3 separate regions of the Ovis aries genome follow, and all the other regions are linked to region 1. The links are chromatin contacts, called in public Hi-C maps. All regions are on one chromosome and are shown on one strand. Each heading gives the region's core, a stretch centred on a gene start, on an enhancer-like site or on the middle of the called end of the contact. The rest is flanking DNA. Distances are from core to core; before and after follow the strand shown.

Evidence for each region. Hi-C and Micro-C count contacts between places; a contact is called where the count stands out from the background.
Region 2: a Hi-C map of muscle shows a contact between it and region 1, with 2.3 times the contacts expected there. The contact joins the promoter of CENPS here to the promoter of KIF1B in region 1. A contact is called at or near these places in 4 of 16 Hi-C or Micro-C datasets (blood, muscle and tail adipose tissue).
Region 3: a Hi-C map of skin fibroblasts shows a contact between it and region 1, with 2.6 times the contacts expected there. The contact joins the promoter of PGD here to the promoter of KIF1B in region 1. A contact is called at or near these places in 2 of 16 Hi-C or Micro-C datasets (blood and skin fibroblasts).

The regions. Positions count from the first base shown.
Region 1 is chr12:42,604,795-42,607,842 of ARS-UI_Ramb_v3.0, reverse strand. It overlaps KIF1B (kinesin family member 1B), which reads left to right and starts at 1,519. Exons shown (of 47, transcript XM_060396494.1): 1 at 1,519-1,795.
Region 2 is chr12:42,404,823-42,407,870 of ARS-UI_Ramb_v3.0, reverse strand. It overlaps CENPS (centromere protein S), which reads left to right and starts at 1,453. Exons shown (of 4, transcript XM_060396498.1): 1 at 1,453-1,581. The coding sequence starts at 1,528.
Region 3 is chr12:42,429,501-42,432,548 of ARS-UI_Ramb_v3.0, reverse strand. It overlaps PGD (phosphogluconate dehydrogenase), which reads left to right and starts at 1,652. Exons shown (of 13, transcript NM_001009467.2): 1 at 1,652-1,729; 2 at 2,323-2,398. The coding sequence starts at 1,722.

The DNA.
Region 1 (3,048 bases), core at 270-2,769:
CTTAAGAGATTTTCTTTTTCTAAGGAAAAGGTTGGTGTCTACTAATGAATCCATGAACTTCTATTAACTCATTGTAATTCTATTTTTGTCATGGCCTTCAGGAAGCTACCAGGTGGGTTTTGTGCTCAGTGGTGGCACATTCCCTTGACTGTATTTTTAAATATTATTTTTCTTTCTATGCATTCCCCTTTTTCAGACAGCCCTTTCCCCTATACAGACTTTATTACTTAAAAAAAATTAACTTTACTCCTACTTTAATGCTATACAGTTTTATTGCTTGTGTGGTTCAGTGTAAGCTATGTCAAATCCTTCTGTGGATAGGTGGAGTTTACATTGTATATGAAAGGTTCAATAGCTGTTGGCTGGATGGCGAGTATGGAGGAGTTTAGCGGTGGTGCAAATCTTCTGAAACCCTTAGTGTAGAAATTTAATTCTGATGTTTTAGCGTCTCTGCTTATACAGAGGCTTTTTAACATCCAATTCTGTATTGAATTCAGCGGAGGGGTGGGGGGAGGAATCAGATTTTATTTTAAATTTCTGCTAGTAAATGAAAAAGTATATCATAACCTTGTAAAATAGTGATGCCTGGCATGATAATTACCCATATTACTGTAGAATTAATATTTTATTAAGTACAGAATTGTACCTCACGTGAACAGCTGTGTACTTTTCTTTAGACCTGAATCTAAATCTGATTTTTAAAAATAGCTAGCAGAGCGCGTGTGTTCTCCGGTTTCTGAATTCCAATAACCCTCCTTTAAGGGAATCTCCCAGGGGGGACCTCGGTTGGTTAACTCCGGGGCGATACAAAGCATTTTGTTCGTTTACTCACGGCCCTTACTCGGTCTCCCAAGGAGACAAGTTGAATGCCCACTAAGTCATGCTTTTCCATTACTCATTCCGCCTTTTTTCCCAAGGTGGCGTGTGGGAGGTGTTGTGCTCGGGCTCGCTAAGAATAGGCCGGTAAGCTTTCTGCGGGATAGTACACTCATCCTTTTGCGTGTTTCAGCTCCGACTGCGCAGTGTTTCGCGGCTTCAGCGTGGTGAGATGTTTTCCAAACGGACAATGACTCCACACTCGGCTGCCTCCCACATTCGTTTCTGCCCCTCCGCAGGCGTCGGGTCCCCACAGTCCCGCCCCGCCCCACTTAGCCTTGCTTTGTCCCCTTACAAGGCGGATCACCGGGTTAGCCCGGAGCGGCTGCTGCCGGCTAACGCCCTTCGGGGGTCACCCGGTAGGGGACTCTGGGCGCCGCCTTCCCCCACCCCGCACCCCCACACACCAGCTCCGGCTTCTGAGCCACCAGGGGGCGCCCAGCCGTCTCCGCCTCTCTCACCGCCCCTTCACCAGCTCCCCCTGCGATTGGCCGGCCGCTCGGAGCTCTGCACCCCGATTGGTCGCTGCCCGCGTCAGTCGCGGGCGCCAAGGCGGACCGAGGTGACGCACGGCAGCCGGGCTTCGGGCGGTGTCCTAGGACGGCGGCAGCAGGCGGAGCTTGGAGAGGACGGACGCTGAGCAGTCTGACGGCGGCGGTCCTGGGAGGTGCCAGCGCGGGGCTGAGCCGCTCTTCGCCGGTTGCCGCGCCCGGGTCTCCTGGACTCCCGCCCTCCGTGGCCCTTGATGCCGGGCTGGCCAGCTGTGTGATGGGGCTGCCGAGCGGCGCCCTGCGGCTCTCGGCGGCCGCTGCTCGCGCTAAGGAACGTCGGTGCCGGGTTCCCCGCGCCCCCGCGAGCCGCGGCTCTTGCTGACCCGGCCCTCCCGCCCGCCTGTCAGTCTGTCCGCAGCGCGGCTGAGGTAAGGCGGGCGGCGGTTGGCGCTGCGCCGCCAGCCTGAGAATGGGACCGCCCGGGGGGAGGGGCGGCCAGGCCGGGGTCTGGCGGGGTCCGAGCCGGGGAAGCTCCGGGCCGGGCCGGAGCCGCGAACACTGAGGGCGCTGCCCCAGCGGGGCACCGAGTGGGGCGGGGCGGGGTGGGGGAGTCTCGGCCTCGCGAGTGGGGGACAGTCCTCGGGCCAGCAGCGAGCCCCGGGCTTGGGCCAGCGGCCTGCCGGGTCCCCCGCAGTGGCCCGCACCAGCTCTCCGCCTCCCCTGAGCCGCCAGGTTCCGGCTGTCCCCGGCGGTCAGCCGAGCCGCCGCTGCCCCTCGGTTACCCGGGCTCTCTGCGCACATTATGGCTCTCTCTGCTCCGTGCTGAAGCCACCCTTCTCATTTACCCCCATCCCCTCTCCCCCGTTAGGGTTGGCATCGAGGCTTCGGCTAGGAATGTGGTTGTGCCCTTTTGCCAGATGAAGGCAGGCGCGGGCATCGAGTGGGAGGGGGGAGCCGCTGTCGCAAGGACTGGAGAGAAGCGCGGTGGGAAGGGAGGGGGCTCGCTGGATGCTGGCCATCCGTGGCGGGGGCTGGTGTGGTCTCGGCGGTCGGCAGCCTGGGTTTACTCTGGCAGCCATATTGGGAGGATGATCTGACAAATCCTTTAGGAGCCAAGTCCCGTTGCTGGAAGGCACCGAGTGGCAGCCCTGGCAGCTTTCAGGGTGACTGGCCACACCGAAGCCAAGCTGTGGGGGTTGGGAGGCTGCTCCAGCGAGCTAGTCATTGTTCATGCAACACAAAACATTCCGGGCCCTAAAACCAGAATGGAACTCCGAAATCACTTTTTTTTCCTCCTTGGTGAATCGCTAATTGAGCTTCCAAGGCAAACTGCCTTCAAGATTGCATTCTCTTTGGGGTGAAATGATGCATTTCTGTGTTCATCGTCTATGATCAGGGCTATGGACACAGAGGGATGGTGATGCCTCACTCGTACAGAAGCAGATCTGAGGATTGCTAAGGCCAGTTTACCAGGGTGGAGGCCTGGAATTATCAATAGTACATTGCGACGCCGGATGGATAGATTTTCAGAGTAACTCAATATGCACAGGTGAAGTCAACTGGAATATTCTAATGATGGGAGAGGGTTGCAGCAGTATTTTTGAGGAAGCAGGTTGTCATGTTTGTGGAATCTCGAGGTGACTGAAATTAGATTGTCAACAGATCCCTTGCTCACATATCT
Region 2 (3,048 bases), core at 204-2,703, 200 kb after region 1:
CACCGTGGACTGCAGCACACCAGGCTTCCCTGACCATCACCAACTGCCGGAGCTTGCTCAAACTCATGTCCGTCGAGTCGGTGACACCATCCTACCAACTCATCCTCTGTTGTCCCCTTCTCCTGCCTTCAATCTTTCCCAGCATCAGGGTCTTTTCCAATGAGTCAAACAAGTCTGCTGCTGCTGCTAAGTCACTTCAGTCGTGTCTGACTCTGTCTTTAGTTCCCCAGAGATGGCAGCCCACCAGGCTCCCCCGTCCCTGGGATTCTCCAGGCAAGAACACTGGAGTGGGTTGCCATTTCCTTCTCCAATGCATCATAGTCTAGTTTGTAACAAATGCTGAGTTCAGCTTCTTCATATTGGTTGCTTGAAATCTGGCAATAGTGGGAGTATTTACACCAAAAAACCCTGCAAATCAGGGTTTAATTCCTTGTTGACTGCTTACGGAAGGGGGGGGGGGAGGTGGATGTTAATAATGCATATTGAACTTGAATGTGCATGGTGTCTGTACCCTTTGTAGCATGAATAGCATAAGTTGAGGAAATATTCTTCCAGTACTTGACACTATTATTCAGTTCAGTAGAGAAGTTTCTTCCTCACATCATCCAAAAATGAGTGAAACTTAAAGAGTGAAGCTGGGAAGGAGGAAAACTTTCTTCAGTTGAAGAAAGTTTGGAAGCAGTGCAAATCTGTTAGGTTTCGCTATTTTTCACTTCTCTTTTTTTTAAAGTCTTCACTGAATTTATTATAGGGCTTCCCTGATAGCTCAGTTGGTAAAAATAGTGCTTCTGTTTTCTCTTTTTGCCACAAGGCATGTGGGATCTTAGCTCCTGTCCCCGGGATTGAACTCCACTGGATGGACCACCAGGGAAGTCCCTTATTTCCGTTTTTTTTTTAAATTCATGGCCGCCTGGCATGTGGGTTCTTAGTTCCCACACCAGGGATTAAATCGGCACCCCCTGCAGTGGAAGTGAGGAATCTTAGCCATTGGACCGCCAGGGAGTCCTGGTAAGTCCCTTAATTCTTAACATAAAGGAAAATCAGCTAACACTTGGGTCAAAACTATATTCCTTTGGCAACGGCAATGGGGTGAGAAACTTTTCGCTGAAGGGGATAGAAATCAAACATTTATCAGTGATCTGACTTTGTGACACTATAGAATTATAAAAAACTCACACTAGATTTAGCAAGGCATATCGAGGTTGCAGTCGCATGGAATTTACAATCGACTTGCGAACCCTTGTCCCTACACACATTGTTTCTGAGAACTGGTGTTGACAACTGTGCGGGACGCAGAGTTGGGCCTGAGGTCTCCGGGGAGCTTGGCTGGGGCCAGGCAGGCGCAGGCGCGCTGTGAGGCCCCCTTCCCAGAGTCGCCGCCAGGGGGCGGGCGAGGCAGCCGGCAGCTTCGCGCTTTGGCCCCCAGCGCGGCCCGTCGCCCGGCGCCGCGGCGGGAAAATCCGACCAGGTCTCCCAGGCGGCCGCGTCTTTCTGTCCTGGCGCGCCTGCCAGGATTCGCCCGTGGTGATGACGGAGGAGGAGGAGTGGTCCGAGGAGCAGCAAAGCTTCTCTTACCGACAGGTACAGGAGAACGGGGTCCTGGCGGGGCTGGGGAAGGACGGCGTCGAGATTCTGCGGGGAAAAAGGCGCCGCCTCAGCCCAGCCGCGTCTTCGTACCGAGGCCCCAGGTCGGAAGTCGAGCTCGGCCGCCTCCGGCCTCTGGCGCCTGCGCATGAGCCGACCCGGCTGCCGCGGGGGGTGCTGGGAGACGGTTTCCTTGGTTTGGCGGGTCGGGGCTTGGGGTGGCTGAGTGAGAGGGAAGATTCGGGGAAGATACCTGCCGTGCACCGGGAGTCCGGCGGCGGAGGCCCCTCTGGCTTTGTGACAGGCTCAGTCTCCTCGGACAGGGTTGTTCTGAGGCACGCGGCACGAGCTCTAAAAATGTTGGCTCCTCGAATCGGTGCGTCCATCCTGCGGGGGAGGAGACGGCCTCGGAACCTGTTGCAAACTCGGCCCTCCGGCTCCGGAACCCATCGGATGTGGGTTCAAATCTCGACTCCGCACAGTGTTGTGTTGACTCTCCCCGAACTCATTTTCCTGGATGGAAAAATCAGGGTGATAATAACCAGCTCTCGGCGTAGTTGCTGGTATTCAGTCCTTCACTTAGCACCGCGAATAAATACCGTGTGGGAGAGTCGTGAGAAAAACCAAGAATCTCAGAGGCTTAACCGAAGAGAATTGAGAATGAGGTCAGGAAAGGGGCGCTTCCTAAATTTCAGAAGCTGTTTACCCACCGTCTCCCTTTATTTTGAAGTTCGAGCCTTCAGAAAAGGTTGCAAATTAGCGCATTCATCACCCATGTGCCCCTCACCTCGAGTAACCAGTTAACATTTTGCTGTATTTGCTCCCTTCTTTTCTCGAAATTATTTGAGAATTAAATACACTTGATGCTTCACCTTTAAATTTTAATGCTTTAACATGCTTCTTCCAAGGTCATAATATCTGATCACATTCAAGAAACTTAATAATTGATAAAATCCTTTATCTAATATAAATCCATATTCCGTTTTCCCCAGTTGTCCCAAAGATATTCTTTCATGGTCTTTTTTTCTTCACCCAGGATCCAGTTGGGGATCATGCATTGTGTCTAGTCCTGGCTTTGGTCTCTCCTGGAACGGTTCTCCACCTCCTTTGGGTTTCATGACATTGGTGGTTTCGAAGAGTTCATTCATGGCAAAGATGTGGGAGATAAACTCTTTGAGAGCAGGGACTGTTCTTTTGAGTTTTGTGTTCTCAGCCCCTAGTACAGAGCCTAGCTCTCAACAGACAATAAATGCTTACTGAATAAGTGAGTCGGGCTGCAAAGATGGACTGAGAAATTTGAACCTCATCCTCTGTGCAGTGGTGACCTGATGGAGGATCCCACTGTTCACTCAGCCAGGTGTTCTTGGCACTAGGTGGACAGCCATGAACAGTACTGAAGGATCCTGCCCTTGAGGAATTTAGAGTCTATGGACTTAACCTCTGACCCTAGCCAGTGGCTCATTG
Region 3 (3,048 bases), core at 403-2,902, 180 kb after region 1:
CCTATGTTACATATTAACCTGTGCAATTGGTGTCACGGAAATAGCCTTGAATGGGTCACAGCTGGGTCACTATCTAGCCATTTACTGGCTGTGTGATTCTAGTAGTTAAGCAGCTGCTGAGCACTTACAATGTGCAAGGCACTGTTAGGTGATACCAAGCATCCATAGAAAACAGAACAAAACTCTAAAAGGTTCCCGAGGAGCTAAGCTTCGTTCACGGGCATCTGCACAGGAGGCGGCAGGGTTCAGGGCTGAGCGTGAAGACGCCTCGTGCACCAGGGACTGCGCACGTGGGAGATGGTATTTAATGCCCTGAACTGCCCGTTCACCCTTACGTGGCTTCTCGACCTCCATGCCAGGCCCCATCGCAGCCCAGCAAGTACTTCCCCTCCTGCTCTCTGAGCCTGTTTCTTCACCTGTAAAAAGAGGCAACTCGTCTCCCCCACAAGGTTGTGGTGAGGAGCAACGTTTCTTGGCACTCGTCACATGTGTCTACAGACAAGAATACACCTCCGGGGACTTCCCTGGTGCTCCAGTGGCTAAGACTGCGGGGTCTGGGTTTGATGCCTGGTGGGGCAACTAAGATCCCCCCTGCCACAACTGAGAGTTCTTATGATGTAACTAGAACTAAAGATCCCTTAAGCAGCAACTAAGAGCCAGGCGCAGCCAAATAAATAAAAATTTAAAAAGGAAAGAATGCACCTTGTTATGCCCAATTCGCGAAATCTCCCAGTGACCACCAGGGAGCCGGTATCCGATTCAAAAGCAAGAGTTTTTATTACCAAGCTCCAGCTAGGGCTCCCACTGTTACCAACGCAGCGGCTAAGGAGAGGAGCCCCGAGTTTTGGGTTACACTGCTTATATAGGGAATATTCAGGTGAAAGGGTAACAAAAAGGGGTGTTCAGGCTGAAGGACTACTGATTGGTTACCCTCTTCTATAGGGTCGTGTGTGGATCTCTGATTGTTTTTTTTTCACTTACAGGGTGAATCGTTATTTCGCAAAGGTAAATCATCACTTCCAAGGTAAATCACAAATGTAAATCATTACTTGCAAGGTAAATCACAAATCCTTGAACTTAAAGTCAGGAGGTTTATCCTAAGGGCTGATTGGCTTGTGCATAGCGGGGCAAGTTTAGGCAATATCCAAAGTCTAAGTCTGTTTGCCCGGTACCTTTGCAAAAATGGAATTCTTTTACAAGATGGAGTAGCTCAGGGCTCTACAACCTCGGGCCCTGTCCAGGGTGGAGCAATTCCACGCATAATCCCCAGAGTGTGCGCGGCGGAAGGGAGTGATGGACACTTGGACAACAGGCGTCCAAGTGCCCGCTGCACTGGAAAGGGCGGCCCGACGTGAGCCACCACTCTTCCGGACCGAGGCTCAGAGCAGAACTCAGGCCCTAAGTGTCCTTTGCCTGGGACCCGCGCCACGCCCCCGCGGGCGAGCAGGCGATGTCATCGATGTGCTCGGCGCTCTCCTGAGCCAGCCCTAGGAGTGGGCGGGCCTACTTTCCTCAGGTGGTCCAACAGGCGCCGGGCCGGACCAATGAAGTGCCATCAAGACTACGCCCCATCCTTCCGATTGGCCAGCGCTGGAAAGCCGCGGCCAAAGCCTCCGGGGGCGAGCCGGATCGGGACTCATCCCGGGTCGTCCTCGCCGTGCGCTCCCTGTGCTTCGGGTCTGCTTGCTCCAGCCTGCTTTGCCGCCGCCGCCATCGCCGCCATGGCCCAGTGAGTGACCCCGCGGGTGGCCAGGGAACTTTCTGGAGGCCGGCGCGGACACCGGAGTCGCCCCTGAAGTCGCCTCGCCCCGGGGGTCTCCAGAGCCCGGCCTCGTGGCGCCCGGAGCCCGGGACCTCCAGAGAAGCGCCGGACCCCATGCCAGCCCCGCGGCTTCGCCTTTCCTGGGACCCAGCCCCTCTGCGCCTCGCGGTGACGCGGGCGGATCCCGTTCCTAGGAAAGGAGAGAGAGGAGGGGACAGGCGTGGCCGAGGGCAGCTCGGGCCCCTGGACGGCCCGCCTGCGGAGACGGAAGGCCTCGGACGCGTCATCACCAGCTCGACCGTAGCGCAGAAAAGACTCTGCCGTGAACCCCCTCCTTGTGCATGTGTCGTTGGTCCAGGAGAGCTTGGGGACCCGCGAAGTGGTTGATGGGGGGTGGCCTGAAGGCTGCAACCCCGGGGTCTAACGTGCAAAAGGAAGGAGTGGGCTGGAGGAAATTTAAGACGAGTTGTTAATTGTATCAAAAGCTAGAAAACTCTTTTGAGTTGTGATGAATTAAGTGCAACTGACAAGCTTTCTTTGTTCCTCTTCCCCTCTTTCAGAGCTGACATTGCCCTGATTGGACTGGCTGTCATGGGCCAGAACTTAATTTTAAACATGAATGACCATGGCTTTGTGGTAAGTGGGAAGGGGCACACTCTTCCCTTAGGGGTCCTCGGTGCCTTAGCCTGAGTGCTGGGGACTGTTCTGATTTGAAAGATCCCTTGTAACTTGGAATGTGGTTCTCTTTCTATGTGCTCTGTTGCTGCTTAACATTTTTGCAAGAGAGAGAAGCCCCACTTTACATGTGAGGGTGGGAGGGCCCACCCTACAGTCCTCTCAGGAAGGAGTCCTGCTGAATGGATCTGCCCATTCTGTAAGGTGGCCTTGAGTAAACCTGCCCATCTCCTGAGGAGGAGAAATTCCTCCGAAAGCGTAGATCTCTAACTTTATTGCCTAATAGGATCTGGAGAAAAGTTCGGGTGTGAGTACTAAACTGGCTTAAATACAAGGATTATCAGTGACAAAAGGTAACAGTCTGGAGCTAGCCGGTTCCCAGATATAAGTCCTAACCAAATAGCGACAGGCTCTGGCCCAATATGTTACGGGTAGTTGACCTTTGCTTATATCCAGTCCTTTGCTTTTTTATCCTATTATAATTAACTTTACAGTGATCCATCAGCACTTGGTTGGAGAAAAGTTAGAATCAGGGTCCTCCCTTCCCAAAACCTTGGGCTGTATAGAAACCCATTGTCCCTTGATCCTCAGTCTGAAGGTCTTCTATGTCC